Linked DNA regions of Oryctolagus cuniculus: region 1 is linked to region 2. A link is a contact called in public Hi-C data. All regions are on one chromosome and are shown on one strand. The core of a region is the stretch at or near the end of the contact, and the rest is flanking DNA. Distances in the headings are between cores, read along the strand shown. Region 1 overlaps EEPD1 (endonuclease/exonuclease/phosphatase family domain containing 1). Region 2 has its middle 92 kb from the start of EEPD1.

Evidence for each region. Hi-C and Micro-C count contacts between places; a contact is called where the count stands out from the background.
Region 1: a contact with region 2 is called in a Hi-C map of skin fibroblasts, with 2.7 times the contacts expected there. The contact joins two enhancer-like sites. A contact is called at or near these places in 2 of 6 Hi-C or Micro-C datasets (embryonic fibroblasts and skin fibroblasts).

What each region holds. Positions count from the first base shown.
Region 1 is chr16:26,667,096-26,672,684 of mOryCun1.1, forward strand. The region is part of intron 2 of EEPD1 (endonuclease/exonuclease/phosphatase family domain containing 1); the gene reads left to right. Among named protein-coding and RNA genes, the nearest start is that of EEPD1, 48 kb to the left of the region's middle. Within about 2 kb of position 1,541, at least 4 of the 8 cell types and tissues checked have an H3K27ac peak or open chromatin away from gene starts, as enhancers often do.
Region 2 is chr16:26,526,952-26,532,398 of mOryCun1.1, forward strand. No RefSeq gene overlaps it. Among named protein-coding and RNA genes, the nearest start is that of EEPD1, 92 kb to the right of the region's middle. Within about 2 kb of position 2,845, at least 1 of the 8 cell types and tissues checked has an H3K27ac peak or open chromatin away from gene starts, as enhancers often do.

The sequences.
Region 1 (5,589 bases), core at 291-2,790, 140 kb after region 2:
TCCATCCGCTGGTTTACTCCCCCAGATGGTTACAACAGCCAGCACTGGGCCAGGCTGAAGCCAGGAGCCAGGAGCTTCACCCGAGTCTACCTCGTGGGTAGCAGGGGCCCAAGCACTTGGACCATCTTCTGCTGCTTTCCCCAGGGCGTTAGCGGAGAGCTGGGTCAGGAACGGAGCAGTCGGGACACAAACCAGTGCCCACATAGGATGCCAGTGTTGCAGGTGACTAATTTTAATAGTGTATATTTCATCCAGCATATCCAAACTGTGAGCATTTATGCCCATAATCAATATAGAAATTATTAAGGGAAGGTTCTACATTCCTTTTGTGTAACTTGTTAAAATCTGGCATATATTTTACCCAAGTGAGATAGCCCATCTGAATTCAGACTCACCACAGTACAGGTGCCTGACGGCCACGTGTGGCTCTGAGCTGCCATATGGGACGGATTCACCCTGGAAGCCAGGTTGGAAATCTTCCAGGGTGTAGCCCAGGCCTGGCCTGCATCATTTGTTATAGGATCTGGGTAGCGTTCACCTAAAAAAATGAGAGAGCTTTAAACCTGAGTAAGTTATGGGTGGTAATAACTCTTTACATTTTCCTAGGGTTTTCCATTTACACAACAGCAGTATGTTGCACCTAAAACTGTGTGGGAGGCAGGAATCACCAGCCCCTCACCAGGCATTTATTGAGGATGTGGTGGGTGCCCGGCTCTGATTCACATCCAGGTCCTGTATCTGGGGAGCTCAGATGTCGGGAGAGAACAGTCCTGGAGCCAGCACGGGCAGAGCAGTGGTGGGGTTGTGAGCAGGGCTGTGAAACCGGAGAAGCACCCGAACCTGTTCAAGGTGTTGTGGTGGGGGAGGTCCTCAGAGGAGGGATGTTCCAGCAGTCAGATGCAGAATGGGGAGACGTTGCTAGGCAGGTAAATGGGGTGGGAGGGACACACAGCCTGAACACGATCCCTTGGGGTTAGATCTTCTCCACCTGGTGTGTCCGTCCGACAGCCCAGACAGGTAAGGCCACTTGCTTGAAATCCTACCAGGTGCTCACGGGAGAGGGCTCTGGAGCCCAGAAGCTTCGGCTTATCAGGAATAAAGGAGCCGCGCATCTGGAAGAGTTGGTCCCAAAGACAAAGTTTTTAGGAAGGGGCACGTGGGAGGGACCCCAGCCCCGGAGCCTGCTGCTAAGTGGCCTCGATTTCTTTCCTGCCTGTAGCCACCGTTTCTTGCTTTGAAATCTGAAACAAGACCAGTTTGCCTACAAGTGCAGTGAGGATGTGTGCGCCTGAGTGCTGTTTGTTTACACAATGTTCCTGTCCAGTGCATCCTGAAGTCTTGGGGGAACAATCAGCAGGGCGCAGAGGTGAATGGACTCTGCAGCTGGCCTCTCCGTGCAGGGTTTTTTTTTTTTTTTAAACCCACACAGGAAGTGAGGCTTTTGCCTTTTGTCCACTGAAGGCCCTTGACCAGCACAGGGCAGAGCAGAGGCAGTGCTGCCCGCGGCTTGCTGTCCTCCAGGAATGCCACGCCTCCTCTGTACTCAGCAGCTTTTATTTTTATCTCATCAGCGTGTTCCTCCTTTTGAAGTGTGAATCCTAGTGACCCGAATGCGCTGTCTGCCTGGGGCTGGACCTGGGCCAGCGGGACCAGGTTACTCGAGTTCACAGGCGACCCTGATGCCAGTTCCCTGTGTGACTGGATGGGGCCCGGACAGGGCAAGCTCACCCATGGACTGATAAGTTCTCCAGCTGGGGAGACTGTGTGCTCAAAATAAATTGGGGCCTGTGTTACCCCTCATAGCAGCCCTGTAGAATCAGTGGGCAAGACTGGCGCAGGTTCAGTGCTGATATGCAGGCAGGCAGAATGCCACGTGTGTGCTGCCATGTGTGTGCCTCTCTGTTTTTGGTGGGATGGAAGGCAGGCCCACCTGAGGCTCTGTTGAGGTTTACTCACGCTGATGGACTGGAACTGGGTGATGGAGGGCGGGTGTCCTGTTTCCCTGGAATTGAGTGGTCAGCACTGGCTGCCCAGTGCTTGGGGGAGGATGTGGTAGAGGCCTGCCCCTGCTGGCTGATGCCCTTACCGCACCTGCTGTAGAAGGAGGACAAGGGTACTGGTGGCCCCTGAGCTGTACTGGGAACTGTGTTCTTTTCTGTTAGGTCCGTGAGTTCTGTGAGCTTACCTCCATGTGAGCCAGTTTTGCATAAAGCAGTGGTTCTCCAAGTGTGGTTCCTGGGCCAGTGCCTGTTAGGAATGCACACTCCTCAGCCCACAGCCCCTCTACAGAGTAAGGACTCTTGGAAGCTTCGGTGGGCCCCACAGCAGCCTGGGGACCCCTACTGGGAGACAAGAGCACAGATTCAGGGCTAGCCTGGGCTCAAATCGCAGGTGTACAGCCTTGGGCAAATAGGGCAGCCATTCTGTGCGGAGCGTTCTCATCATAGCTTGGGGGTAATAACAGTGCCTGCTGTGCAGAGTGGGCTGGGGTTACAGTGGGTCAGTACACATGCTGAAGCGGGAGTTCTGTGTGGGCGTGTAAGAAGCATCCCTAACTCACTCAAAGGCAAGGAGCTTTGATTCAAGGTCTTTTTGACTTCAAGGCTATTTACTCCGTTTGTTACATTCACCGTTGCTAAATCAAATTCATTTCACTGGTAAGGCATCCAGTTCTGCCAAAAAGCAATGCAGGCTACCCTGTAGGCTGGGGCAAGCTGGCAGCGAACATTTCTTTCTCGTTGCTGCTCTGATTCATTGGTAGGGGCTGCTGCGAGTACTGCGAGAAGGATTTTGTGCCAAGCCCAAGCCCGGTGTAGGTGTGCTGTGACTGATGAGAGGTGTCTGCCCTGGGTGCTTGGGGGTGTTGTGTGTTCTCCCTTCCTTCTGTCGGTTGATGTCAACTCACTGTGCATTTCTGATCTTTTATTGTCACTGGATTTTAACGAGAGGCTGGTTAAGAGTCACCCTTTGGGGCTGGCACTGTGGTGTAGTGGGTAAAGCTGCTGCCTCCAGTGCCGGCATCCCACATGGGCACCGGTTCGAGACCCGGCTGCTCCACTTCCGATCCAGCTCTCTGCTAGGGTCTGGGAAAGCAGTGGAAGATGGCCCAAGTCCTTGGACCCCTGCACCCACGTGGGAGATCCAGAGGAAGCTCTTGGCTCCTGGCTTCGGATCAGCATGGTTCTGGCTGTTGCGGCCATCTGGGGAGTGAACCATTGGATGGAAGACCTCTCTTTCTCTCTCTCTCTGCCTCTCCTTCTCTCTCTGTGTAACCCTGACTTTCAAATAAATAAATAAATCTTTAAATAAAAAAAGAGTCACCCCTGAATACCACGGGCCAGAGGCATCATGTGGGCTGCACGTGTTTGGGGTGGATTAGCAGGAGCCTGCCTGGCTTTGTGGGCAGCACTGGGCCCAGTGATTAATGTGCTCTTTGGCCTCGTGCCATCTCTTTGGGCACAGTAAAGGGCTGGTTGAGGATCCGGGCATTGAGAGGCCTGGACAGACCTCTTCCCACCTCATTGAGACTGACCGGAGCTTTTGGCCCCGTTGCGCAGATACGGAAACCTAGATGCCCCCCGCCCCCAAAACCAGCATTAGTTTCCAGCACATCACCATTGGCTGCAGTCCAGTGGGTGAAGCTTTCAGGGGCTTGTTTCCCTCCCCTAGTACCTACAAGAGCCAGCGCGAGCCCAGGCTGAAGCCAGTAACTCAGCCTTGCCTTTCCAACATGGGTGGCAGGGACCCAAGCACTTGAGCCATCATCACCTGCTGCCTCCCAGAGTCTGCCTTAGCAGGAAGCTAGGATGGAGAGCAGAGCCAGGACTGGAACCCAGGCACCCTGCTTAGGGATGTGGACGTCCTAGGCTGCAGCTTCGCCACTGCACCAAACACCCCCCTCTGAATGCTGTCTCTTTTCTCAGAAGGCACCAGGCCTGCGGCTCCTGCTTCTCCTGGATCTGAGAAAGGAGTTCTCTGTGGCCAGTCCCATTCACTGCACATGTGTGTATTGGGGCGGGGCCAGGCTCTCACTAATAACCAAGGAACCCTGGCCCCCGTTTACCTTTCTCTGTCCCTCCTCGCCTGGACGAATAATTGTGGTTTCCTATCATTATGAGTCTGTCTTAGTATGGTGTTTCAGGCTGTAATCACACCCATATTATCATTTTCAGCATAGTATTTCTGATAACACACAGGATCCTTCAAAAAGACTAGGGGAATGGAATTAAAAGATAAGCTTGGACCGGTGCTGCTGCTCACTTGGCTAATCCCCCGCCTGTGGCGCCAGCACCCCGGGTTCTAGTCCCGGTTGGGGCACCAGATTCTGTCCTGGTTGCTCCTCTTCCAGTCCAGCTCTCTGCTGTGGCCCAGGAAGGCAGTGGAGGATGGCCCAAGTGCTTGGGCCCTGCACCCTCCATGGGAGACCAGGAGGAAACACCTGGCTCCTGGCTTTGGATTGGCGCAGCGCACTGGCCGTAGCGGCCATTTGAGGGGTGAACCAACAGAAAAAGGAAGACCTTTTGCTCTGTCTCTCTCTCACTGTCTATCTCTACCTGTAAAAAAAAGATAAGTTTGTTGTGCTACAAGAACATTTTGAAATCCGTGCATAGTTTTTTCATATTATGTATTTTCTTCAAACTTGTTGAAGTTCTTTGTATGCGTGGATTTCACACAATTTTTTTCTGCCAAAATAAATTTATCTTTCTTTTTTAAAAAGAATTCTTTATTTTATTTGAAAGAGTTACAGAGAGAGAGAAGGAGAGGCAGAGAGAGAGAAAGAGAAAGAGAGGTCTTCCATCCACTGGTTCATTCCCCAATTGGCCACAATGGCTGGAGCTGTGCTGATCCGAAGCCAGGAGTCAGGAGCTTCCTCCTGATCTCCCACATGAGTGCAGGGGCCCAAGAACTTGGGCCATCTTCCACTATTTTCCCAGGCCGTAGCAGAGAGCCTGATCGGAAGTGGAGCAGCTGGGACTTGAACCAGCGCCCATATGGGATGCCAGCGCCGCAAGTGGCGGCTTTACCCAGTACACCACAGAGCCCGGCCCCAACTTACCTTTCTTTAAATTTTTTGTTTGTTTGTTTGAGAGGCAGACACTGAAAAGTCCCCCATTCATTGGTTCACTCCCTGAATGCCCACAATCAGGTGTGAGGCCAGGGTGTCGCAGGGCTGGTTCTGTGCAAGGTCTCTGTCCTTGGCTTGTGCGGGGTCAGCTCACCGCACCCTCACATGGTCTTTCCCCTGCAGCCATCCTGTCCTACGCACCTCTTCTGTGGAGGGCACCCAGCCTGCTGCAGGAGAGGCCCCATAATGGCCTCATTTTAAGTTGCTCGTCTCGTGGAAAAACCCCCGCCCAAATAAGTCCCATGCTGAGGTCTTGGTGGCTGGGACTTCACATGAGCACTCTAGAAGTACACAGTTCATCTCCAGACACCTGACTTGTCACGTAGGGGTTTTCAGAAGTGGGCGCCCTGTGCTGTTCACAGTATGCAAGGTCTGCACTGGGGTGGAGGAGGACTGCGAGGATGCAGGAAGAGCCTGCGCCCCGCCTGCACTTCCTGTTGGCACCAACGGTGTACGAAACAGAT
Region 2 (5,447 bases), core at 1,595-4,094:
CTCCACTGCACTCCCTGGCCACAGCAGAGAGCTGGCCTGGAAGAGGGGCAACTGGGACAGAATCCGGCGCCCTGACCGGGACTAGAACCCGGTGTGCCGGCACCGCAAGGCGGAGGATTAGTCTATTGAGCCGTGGTGCCGGCCTATTTATTGATTTTGAAAGGCAAAAGCAAAACAGAAAAAGAGTGAGCTCTTCCATCCACTGATCCAGTTCCCAAATGACTGCAATAACCAGGGCTGGGCCAGGCTGAAGCCAGGAGCCTGGAGCTCCATCCTGGTCTCCCACATGGGTGGTAAAGATCCAGACACCTGTGGCCTCCCAGGATATTCACCAGCAGGCAGCTTGGTGGGAGTGGAGGTGGAACTCTGACGTGACACGCAGCCATCTGAGCAGTGGTTTAACCACGGTACCACAGCTGCCCCGTGGTGAGCTCATTTTAATGCAAAAACTTTTTCGAAATGCATGCTTAGCTTGTTCATAATACTCATTTTCCATGAAGACAGTTTTTGAAGACACTCCATATGCATGGATTTCAAATTTTTCTGCACCAGAATTATGTTCCTTTTTTTTTTTTTTTTTTTTTTTACAGGCAAAGTTAGACAGTGAGAGAGAGAGAAAGTCTTTCTTCCATTGGTTCACCCCCCAAATGGCCACTACGACCGGTGCTGCGCCGATCTGAAGCCAGAAGCCAGGTGCTTCCTCCTGGTCTCCCATGAGGGTGCAGGGACCCAAGCACTTGGGCCATCCTCCACTGCCTTCCTGGGCCACAGCAGAGAGGATTAGCCTAGTGAGCCGCAGTGCCGGCCTATGTTCCTTTTAATTCCTTTTTTCCACAGACTTTTTGAGATACATTTACCCTCTATCTGTTGACGAATCATGATACGTTCTAGAACTTCCCACACTTTGGATCTTCCCAGTGACTTCTGTGGTAGTGTTTAGCTTGTGCCCAGTTCCCTCGAATTTCCTGCAGCCTGGTGATCAGTTCAGATTCCGGTTGAGTCTGTGAAAACTTTGGTAAGTAGTGTTGTGTGCTCGTGCTTGCACACCCCAGGCGCACATGGCTGTCTGCTTGTTGCTCTTTTGTGACACTGAGTCTGATCAGGGAGTTAGGTACTGTCAGCCTAATTCTCTATTACAGAATTCCACCGTCAGCCTTGGCCCTCGCATGTCAGTGTGCGTTGATATGAGTATCAGTGACTAAATCCTTTTGGTAGCATAGTGGTTTTATCTGTTTATTTATAGGTTTGGATACAGGGTGTATTCAGTTAGTGAATCTTCCAAAAAACCAACAGAAGCTTAAACAAAGGACTATTTCTCCTATTTCTCTCATTTAAGGGGTTTGGAGGTAGGTGCAGGAGCTTAACTGTCCCCATTTCACGCTTGTTGCTTCATAGCTTCATAGTCACAAGAGGGCAGCATAGTTCCTGGTATCCCACGCTCGGTCACGACAGAAGACTGTGTTGCTTCTGTCCTTTTTATAAGAAAAGCAAACGCTTCTCCTGAAGTCATTCATAGCTGCGAGAAAGACTGTGAAGGTGAGCTCTTCAGCTGTCTGGGCTTCCACTTGAAGGCGGCAAGGAAGGGGCTTGGGAAGGGGTGTGGCAGCGTTGGGTCCCTGGCATTTCTGCATCGGGATTCATGGATACTGACCTAAGGAGCATCAGCTTCTGCCATAGAAAGAGCGACACAGACTTTCCTCCCAAAACCTTCACCAGTGTGTTAGGTCCAGGGACCAACATGGCCAAGACAGTGCTGTCTGGCCTTGACCCAGCAGGGCTGGAGGGCAGGCTGGGGCAGGGAGCCCGGGAGGGAGGGGTCTGAGCAGGAGGACAGCTTAGACCAGGATCTTTGCCTTGTGAATATTAAGGACACGTATTTCCATTCGTCTTATAAAAAGGGAACATGATGAATTCTAAAACCCAGAATTTCTCTATTGCTTTTATTTTAAATCTACTGAATAGTTAAGAATAGTGTATGCTCTTGTACAACAAAGTGAATGTACTTACTATCACTGTATACTTAAGCAATTAGGACAGTAAGTTTTATGTCATGTATATTTTACCAGAATTTAAAAAATGAGTCAGAGAGGAATTCATAGTTAGATAAAGGGTCGGAGTAGCAGAGAAGAGGGTCAATATGTGTCCTCCTCATTGAGGACGGCAGCGAGTAATGAAGAGGGGGATCGAGGCAGCACTGGGCTTGCAGTCGGAAGACAGGCTTAGAGCATGGCTCTGAATTTGGTCTATGAACTTGAACTAATTTCTGCAACCCTTGTTTCAGTAGCCTATTTTGTAAAATTGGGATAATAGAACCAGCTGTGCCTACCACACAGGGATCAAACCAGGGAAATCACATAATTTCCCCCAGTTTGTAAACCTGACAGTTCTACACCCCGAGCAGGTTAAGCTTAAGCTCCTCCTGCACCCCAGAAAGCGCCAAACGCCAGCCCCAGCCCCACCAGTGCTATGGGACTTGCTCTCAGAACCAGGGCACTTGCCCGCAGATGGTGGGCTGGGAAGGCGCACGCAGCATCGGGGTGGCTCGCCTCCTCTCCCTCTGCTTGCACATACTTGGCAAACACTCCAAGTGTTCCAAAGGTCACACTCACGTCAGTCGTTCTGGGCTACAGTGGGCCAATGGGTGTTGAAGAGCTTTTCAGTTAAGAATCTTACAATGGAAGCATTAAATAAATGTAACATATGGAAATATATATCAGCTCCTCCCTCCCCCCCGCCAAACTGCATATGCCTCCTTGGCTGTGGAGTTTAAGAACAAGCACTCCATTAGTGCTGCATCAGATGTCATCTAATATCAACAAACACCTGCCAAAAACACAGCTCTTGGCTTAATAAGGATGTTGACACTGCGCAGCATGGGTGCGTCCGGGCGCCGCGGCAGCTGGGCACCCTGTTTCTGGATGATTATTTTTCTGCCACCCTCCCATTCCATTTTCTCAGAAAAGTAGAGGAAAGGAGAAAGGATGAAAAATCATGGACTTCGTCCAATACCATCTGTAGCAAGGGTTAGATAAGTGGATTGAAATCACTGTATCCCATCTATGGATATCAATTATTTAGATTTTTCCGATCCCCATTATGGTAGGAACAGCTGAGTTAGCTCCAGCCCCTAATCTTGGCATCCAGAGGACGCTGCTTAAATAAAACAGGGTGCACCTGGGATGGCGAATGGTCCTTGCGAATGAGGCAGGCGTTTGCTGCAGTATTAAGGACCATGGGATAGCTTCGCTTTGGACTTGAATGAATAAATCCTCCTCATTGCACGACTGTTTGCAGGTGGCCAGGCCTCCAACACTCAGTACTCATACAAAGGTCCATCCCAAGAACTCCCAGTCTACTTCTTCACCCTCATGAGTTTGTAGGGCACTCAAAGACCCCGAGTGCCTTCAGCTATCTGGGCTGGGGCTGCTTCAGAAGGCTGACCTTCCTCTGACTCACGACGTCGTCTTTGCTTCCTGGAGCTCTGCGGGTTTTAGTGGCGTCGTGGGGTTTCATCAGCCTTGGCTCCATGGGGTCCCCCCAGAAGCGGCCGTTTCCGGTGGGAGGGGTCTGCCGTGTGACGTATTACCGCAGTGCCAGCAGGAGACGGCCCCAGGTGAAAGGTGGGGGGGTTATAGCCTGCGTGTTCTAATCCAGGAGTCCGCTGGCGTCTCGGGACCCATGAGAGCCAGAGGAGACGGATCCAGGTCCTTTCCCACAGACTGCAGGGGTCCAAAGCCTTGACGAGTTCTCTGAATCCTAGGTCAAGGTCAGCTCTCCTCTGAACGACTTTCTTCCCCGCGTGGTGTCCTCCTCTCTGCCTCTGGTGGCGGTTTCTCGTCTCTACGGGACCCAAGGCCAGAGCCGCAGCGCTTTGTCCTGTTCCCCTAGTCCCTCCAACACAGCAAGGCAATCCAGCGGCTGCCCGCGGCTGGACTTTGTGCAACAACTGACCGCCCAAGGTGGTCTGCGGGTTCCCACGCAGGCCAGCACCCACTCACCTCGCAGTGACACCTCCCCCCGCCAGGACCAGATTAACAAAATTTACAGCAGTCTCACTCTTTCTGTCTTTAAGATGTCCACGTGTGTGTTACACTCGCTTGCTGACCCCAAAGAGAGTTGGCTCTTCAGTAGGTAGGCACAGCGGTTAATGGAGCAAACCGAGACCACCACCACCCCACCCCCCAAGCAGGTCCCACCTCTTAAAGGGTCGCGCCACTTCAACACCCCCACATGTGGACTGCTGGGGACAAAACACATCCAAACCATGGCCCGGTGGAATCTGGACGCTCTCAGACTCCCATTCAAAGCACCTCTGTGAAGGAGTTTCACAGCAGATCGGGGACTTGGAGCCAGTCCTGGCTGCTGTTCTCCACGCTGCAGGAAATGAGTTCATAGAAAAGACTCAAGGTCAGCTGCTTATCCAGTGACAGCTGATCCTGCTGCTGTCAGTCGGCAGATAAACAGATAACGCAAATGCTAAGTGAATGTGAATCATAGCATTTAAATGATGCATTTAATAAATAGTTTTAATGAAATGATAATTCCTGATGGTCATATTTGCATTTAGTAAAACTTATTTTTAGCTTCAGTGATAGGACTGAAAGTATCAAAACGTCTTAGTTTCAATATTAAATGAATACCTAACACTTGTTGACTCCTAACACATGCCACAGGTATGTGAGTCACAGGTGTTATCTACAAGGATCCCATTATACAGAAAGGGAAACCAGGGGCTTTGGGGGTAGAAGAACTTATTCCAGGACTCATGACTCACGGTGCTCTGTCGCCTGCTCACTTGAAATCACCTCTGAGATTTTCCACTGCTCGGGGCTTGCACTGTGGCACAGTGGGTTAGCTGCTGCCTGCAGTGCCGGCAACCCATATGGGCACTGGTTCCTGGCCGGCTGCTCCACCTCCAATCCAGCTTCCTATGATGCATCTAGGAAAGCAGCCAAGATGGCCCAGGTACTTGGGCTCCTGCACCTATGTGGGAGACATGGAGGCAGGTCCAGGCTCCCGGCTTAGGCCAGGCCCAGCTCCAGGTGTTGTGGCCTTTTGGAGAATGAACAAATGAAGGATGTCTCTCACCTTTCAAATAAACAAATATCCAGTTTCCAAGAAATATCCCACGGTCAGCACTGTCCTAAAGGCTTTTTTTTTTTTTTTTGACAGGCAGAGTGGACAGTGAGAGACAGAGAGAAAGGTCTTCTTTGCCGTTGGTTCACCCTCCAATGGCCGCTGCACTGTGCCTATCCGAAGGCAGGAGCCTTCTCCTGGTCTCCCATGGGGTGCAGGGCCCAAGCACTTGGGCCATCCTCCACTGCACTCCCTGGCCACAGCAGAGAGCTGGCCTGGAAGAGGGGCAACCGGGACAGAATCCGGTGCCCTGACCGGGACTAGAACCCGGTATGCCGGCGCCGCAAGGCGGAGGATTAGCCTAGTGAGCC